Regions from separate parts of the Zea mays genome. Here region 1 is linked to region 2. Evidence: chromatin contacts called from public Hi-C data. All regions are on one chromosome and are shown on one strand. The core of a region is the stretch at or near the end of the contact, and the rest is flanking DNA. Distances in the headings are between cores, read along the strand shown.

What was found. A called contact is a pair of places that touch in the nucleus more often than the background predicts.
Region 1: a Hi-C map of ear shows a contact between it and region 2, with 2.6 times the contacts expected there. The contact joins two enhancer-like sites. A contact is called at or near these places in 2 of 25 Hi-C or Micro-C datasets (ear and tassel).

What each region holds. Positions count from the first base shown.
Region 1 is chr7:124,999,315-125,002,510 of Zm-B73-REFERENCE-NAM-5.0, reverse strand. No RefSeq gene overlaps it. Among protein-coding and RNA genes, the nearest start is that of LOC103632797, 11 kb to the left of the region's middle. Within about 2 kb of position 1,555, at least 17 of the 20 cell types and tissues checked have an H3K27ac peak or open chromatin away from gene starts, as enhancers often do. A contact at or near this core is called in ear and tassel, where this site is marked.
Region 2 is chr7:124,749,666-124,753,241 of Zm-B73-REFERENCE-NAM-5.0, reverse strand. No RefSeq gene overlaps it. Among protein-coding and RNA genes, the nearest start is that of LOC103632796, 84 kb to the left of the region's middle. Within about 2 kb of position 1,666, at least 15 of the 20 cell types and tissues checked have an H3K27ac peak or open chromatin away from gene starts, as enhancers often do. A contact at or near this core is called in ear and tassel, where this site is marked.

The sequences.
Region 1 (3,196 bases), core at 306-2,805, 250 kb before region 2:
ATAAGGAAAATTGCGTAAAATAAATAGGGATTTTGTTCACGTGTTGGACACATAAACCTTAAACAAGCCTATTTGACTAGATCATAAACAAGACATAACGCCCATGCGTGCATGCGCACATGCAAGATTGTGGGGCCCATTTTTTTTAACTGCTCTCTCCTTTCTTCACACAAGAACGCACCACGATTGCAAATTCCTAACCACATGCGCATGCAACGTGAAGGAACGGTGTGAGAGACGCATGCGGCGAGGTGTGGTGGAGCCCACGCACAACGCAACAGTTTTTTTCTCTCTCTGTTGGTGCGCCTGAGAAACCGGAGGTTGTTGAGCATGCGATGAAGCAGTAGACTACAGGCCAGGCCACCGACGTGCGGCGCTGCCTAACGCTGCGTGGCTTCTGGCGCCGGCGCGACACTTCCAGTACGACGCGTGCCCAGGCACTATAGGTACGGCTTCGGCCAGCCACAACTCTCGGCGTATGTGCGGCCCACGTGAGCCACCGACGCGGGCGCTTCCGGCGCCAGCGAGGCCCAGAGAGGACGTAGCACCATGGCGGTGATGGCTAGTTCATGGTGTACAGATAATAGCGCGTGTACACAAGCAGATCAAGAACAATAGATCTAATTGAAGCATACAACTCGATTGCGTAGAAGAGGATTCGAAGGCTGTCGCGTAGGACAGTTCGGCTAGGCCGGAGGACCTGCCGGCTTGACGGAGAGTTGATGCAGATCTGATCTCGCAGCAACGTCGAGGTAGAGCGTGCTGATAACGTGTTGAGAACTACGTTACCACGGATCACCAGATCCGCTCCCTTCCCTCCCGTCAACAGTAGAGGCGCAAGAAGTTGTAGAAGACCCGTCTCCCTTCCCATAAACACGACAGAGGAAACACACGAGACACATGATATAGGGTTGGGCCTCTGGCCTCTTTCTGATCTCTCTATTATGACGTGGTGTACATGTTCCTTATATAGAGATGTGAGACCCCTCAGGGGCAAAGCAGGTATTTGCCCACATAACCCTAACTAGGGTTACTTAACAGTTGCGAGGGTGCAGAGACTTTCTTCTCTAGTGTGCGTTAGCGTTAGTACTTACTCCCTCCGGTTTCCTGTTAGTTGTCGTTTAGGACAACGACACGGTCTCCAAAATATAACTTTGACCAATGTTTTTTGTTAAAATACAAATGAACTCTTAATACATTTATATTTTTATAAAAGTACTTTTTATGACAAATTGGCGCATATAAATATTAGGTTCCAAAACTAAATAACAAAATAGTTATTTGTAGTCAAAATTTTATAAGTTTGACTCGAACCTTATCCAAAACGACAACTAATAGGAAACCGGAGGGAGTAGAGCATAGTAGTAGTAGAGCGCCAGCCAAACAGCAACAGGTTTGGCGTGCCCGTGCGACGGTCCGAGACCGGATGCGGATTCTGATGGCGCGAGCGAGCGCGATCGGTCGGGCCCTCGGCTTTTCCTTTTCCTGCCTCGAGAGGCCGTGTTTCCATGTGCCTTGGGATCGCGCTCGCACGCACATGCCCGCTTTGCTATCCTGTCGTCGATGATCTCCCCCGCGGCTCGTAGCGCTCCTCCATCACCAGTAGCGGTGCCAGCGGCCAGCCCCCCTGCCCATGCAACGAACCGACTCCGCTCAGGTGGCCGAAAGATATTTTAGCCTCTTCAATTCTCTCCGACATTTTTTTTTTGCGATGCCAGCACTCAAAAGTATGACGTGTCACGTGCGGCATCTGCCACGCCATCGTACATTCGTACTAGCAGCGTGTCGCATGGTTCACAGTCCGCGTGATTGGTAGACTGTATGAGTACATAAGTTACACCCGCACATATGTAAAGCTGTGTTTCTGTGGTTCGCTTCTTTACACATCCAAGCTCCACGTATGAAAACAAAAATCGGGCACACCTAGAACCGCGCGGGACGCTCCTACCGAGCGTACGCAAGACTGATGGTTTGCAGCGACATAGCACACGAGAAACACTTTTTAGGTAGTTTTTTTTAAGTTATATCTTCCAATTTAAAGATTCGATCACCCAACCTATCGATTTTATATTTATGTTTCTTAAGAATTTTAGGAACACTCACGCTACATAATATTTAAAGGTTTTTTATATACTCTTCTCTAATAAGACACGTTTCAGTACAACCAACCAAACAAAGACTGTATCTAATAAAAAACTAAATAAAAATGTCTGCATAAATTCAATCTAGTTCCACTAATACTAGCTAGACTCATACCGTCTGGCTCTGCTTATACGATGGCCCAAACACACGGAATGTGTGTGGCCCAAATCAATTGACACCGGCCTGCCACGCCCCGGCCCTGCGGAGGTTTGGGCCATGATGGCGTCCTGGCCAGAAGACGGCCTGTACCAGTACCAAGCTGCCGTCACTCTGTACCTTAAACGTCAACGCCATGGACCTATCAGTTCTCAGCTACGCATGTCTTCCTGTTCGGCCCATTGTTCCACCAGCAGGAGGTTGCCCATGAGTGCCGGCCCATTATGCTATGCCATCGTACGCAGGAGCTACGGAGGGACTGGTTTGGCTTTTCCTTTTCTTTTGCCATTTTCTTTCCTTTTTCTCTCCATTTTGTTTTCTGCATCTCTCTTTGTTTTGTGAATATTTGTTAAGCAGCTCTCCATCACACATAAAAAAGGATTTTCGTTTTTAGTTTGTGATTATATAGCACAAGTGAATCTGAACCAGAAGCCACGATACACAAGCCCAAATCAAAATTGACATCGGCCAGGACGGGAAGGCCCCTACCCCCATGCGGACGGCTTGGGGGTATGTTGGCGTCGCGTCCTGGCCGGGAGTTGGCCTATACCAAGCTGCCGTCACTAATGCAAATGCTATTAGGGGTGAAAACGAATCGAATACGCATGGATACGAATACGAATATCACAGTTTACCATATTTTTGTCCGAATTCGGATACGAATTCGAATATCTTCAGATACGAATACAAAACAGATAGTCGAATCTTAATTCAACTCAAACATCATACCCTAAAATTTAACATATGTATGTGGATTTTTATTTAAGTACAAGTTTATAGATAGTCAAAACAAACTTAAATTAAAATAGATTTCTCGTGATCTTCCATATCCAAGTCAATAAAACTATATAAATAATATTTTTAAACTATCGAAGCATGTAACAAAAGATAAACAACA
Region 2 (3,576 bases), core at 417-2,916:
TTGCATTCATATGCATTCATTGAAGTGATATTTGCAGATGATGGGGTTTTATACCCTCAGAGGTATGAAGACAGAGTACCTACACTTTGCATTCCTATGCATACATTGAAGTGATATTTGCAGGTATTATTGACGCAGGGAAGTGTTATACAAACTATTGTGGTTGTTCGAGTAAATGAGATGGTATTGGTTATATTGGGACTACTGAGTTCTATATCTACAAGTATTTCTGATCTTAATTGTGATTATTTTAAAACGTTGATTAATTCAATTTGTGGTTTAAATATCTTGTCAAAACAATTCGCTTGCTGAGATGTTTCATCTCACTCTTGCATTACTCAATGTAGGTGCTTGTTGCTCATCAAGGGAAGTGGGAAGTAGCAGCACATCCACCTTCACTCTCATAATAACGCTGATTAGGCGCAGTCATGATTTAATTAGAAACTTGTTGTCAAAGAATGTTGTTTCTAACTAGTTGTGCGCACTGGTTGATTTAGTTCATGTCGTTATAGTTGTCTTTACATTGCTAGCAGATTATTAATGTCTATTATGTTTTCTTATCATGATATCTATTTATATTTTGTTGCTTTCCCGTTTATGCAATTTTCAAAGGGGATGCTGTCGAAATTTTATATATGAATGTTAGATGTGTAGTTTAGTAGCATTCTGGGGTGTTTGTGGATCCCGGGGTGTTACAATTTCTATGCCTAAAAATGGTGCAACGGAGAACAAAGGGGATATGCTACCAAAACTACCCTCGAGCCCATGCGTTGTCACAAATACTCTCGAAAATTACAAATTTAGCTTATCTAAGCACCTCTAAGTGAACTAAAACAATATAAATAAATTGTGTAATCACTTTTTGGCCATCAGAAATAACACACTACACAATTTTTAACATATAAATTAATTATTTGTACGTAAACTAACTACAATCAATCAACACATTTACACAATTCTGCAAATAGTGTACTTCCTTAGCGAATGGTGGTGGTGGCTTTCTATAGGGGCAACAACGGCTAGGGGCAATAACGGCTACGAGGACGAGGCCGACCATGCGTGGCTTTTGACGATGGCACGCATGATATGCGGGCGCAATAGGCTTTGGGTGGTGCGGGGGCGGTATTGAGGAGCACAGTGTGCGAGGTGGAGGCGTCGGCGATGAGCGTCCGAGTGGAAGGGAGAGAGTACGAGCGAGAGAGAGGAAGAGTGGAGAACTAAAACAGCGGTCGGATCATTATTTCTTTAAAATGTTTTCTCCGATAGTTTATCTGAAACTCATCAAATGTAAGCCTTGTATCTGATGGCTTATCTGATAGGTGTCAGGCATAAGTCTTATGTTCGACTGTTATTACCTTCGATGGAGGCCCTTTACACGATGGAAAATAAATAGTTTATCGGACGTTCCTATGTTTCCTGTTATGTACAGCACATTTCACTTGTCTCGTATATGTACGGACTACAGGAATAGTTAAGAGCAGGGGAGAAATAATCATACAGAGTCAAAGTTGACAGTGATGAAACATGCAGAAACGTGCGCATATATACATGTGTATGTGCAGAAGCTAAGTGATGCCCAGCGCCGTGTTCCAGGACTGTTTCCGTGGCGGGAATATTATTATGCGTGGGGCCGGTGGGGCAGAGCTCTGAGCCAACGGGAGCCACAGAAAACACGAATAGCTGAGCGTTCGACAACACATTGGGATAGCGACGTCTCCTAGGGACGAGGGTCCACTGTTCTGTCAGGTGTCAGCAAAGCAACAAGCCAGTGGACCAAACGGCAGCTAGCCTTCTGTAATAAACAGTGCAATCAAATTCAACATGGAACTAGCAGGTGAGAGGAGATTAGGAGAACAGAGACTCGGAATTCGGAAACGCTAGAACACCCGAATATTGCGTTGTACTTTTATTTGTCGCTGTTAGGGCATGTTTGGTTCGCTACCTCAATTGCCACACTTTGCCTAACTTTTCTGACTAAGGTTAGTTATTCAATTCGAACGACTAACCTTAGGCAAAGTGGGGCACAGTTAGTCATAAACCAAACAAGCCCTTAATCTCAGACTAGGTTAGAAAAATAGGCTCTGTGAACAAAGGCATGTGATAACAAATTAACAATGATCAGTAAATACAAAAAATATGGACTGACTGATCGATGCAAGTATTGAGTGTGTGTAGGCCTAAACCTAATAACTGCAATTAGGAGAATGACAGAAACGGAATTTACCAAAATGTAAACTGCTGGGGTGAGTTCCCTTATAGTTTTTTTTGTGTAATGTTTTAGTACAGGCATTCAGTGAATATTTTCTCTAGCACTCCAGTTTTAATTGATTGGCTTTTGACTTATCTATCAATACCACTTTGATCTGTATGCATGAATGAAAAAAGTCCAATTTTATGTTGTACACTAGATCCTCAAAATTTTATTTTGAAAATCACTCTTCATTCCAAAAAATACACTCTCTGTAACAAACTGTATTTTTAGATTAAAACACAACATAACGTGTACTGTGTATTTTTAGAAATATAAAATATATCAGGTTCCAAAATGTCATCTCCCGAACATACTCGGTTCGAATTTTTCAATGTAAATGACGGGTTTATTATCTGAACGGTGGCGGCAAAAGTACATACTTTTGTGTACAATATAAATGGTGAAAGCGTCGTCAACAGTTTCGGTTCAAAACATTCTAGTACATCTATTTTGCACCAGGCGCAATACACGAAATGCAAAATATAACACAGCCTGCAACTAGGTTTTGTTTTCTTCTAATAATGCAGTGGCCTTTAAAATACAGAAAATTATAAATCATGAGCAGATAATAATGGTCACAATACCACGCAGTATAGCATGTTTGTTTACTTCAGAACGGTTTCATTGGAACTGTTTCATAGCTGGAATGATAAGTTTATTTATATTAATATAATATTGATTAGCTGGATTAATTTTTTGCCTCAATCCAGTCTAACTAAGACCAGGGACGGATCCAGCGGTGGGGCGGGCGGGGCTCGAGCCCCCTACCGCTTCTGATCCCATGGAGCCCCACTACAGTCTCCCCTAATCTAAAATATATACAATATAATGTAGAATGAGATTTTATACTGCAGCAATTTAGTTCAGTCTCTCCTAAACTTTTTTTTGGCTCCGTCCCTGACTAAGACAAATTTAATCCGTGAGGTCCCCTCGGTCTCGAGCGAAACTTGTGAATGATCTTTCAGCGCGGTACCACATTGATGTTGACAAGACTTTGAGCTTATCGCTCTAAAATACTATCGCAGCTCTGGTTTAGCTCCAAATTCATTGAAAAGGGTATAAATGTATTTTATTTCAAATAGATGTATTATAAAAATATCTTATAATTAATCTAAGATTCTAAGCATACTTATTTAGTGTCATAAATAATTAAATGTTTGTTATCTAAATTTAGTTAAAACTCGAAATAGTTTGACCTAAAAGGACTATATAACTGCTAGAACTGTATTATATTCCTATTGGGATGAAGTTAGCACTATTAGTTCATGTACAACCTAAGCCATTAAATCATTTTTTCAAGTACAAGACACAACTAAGAGACTGCA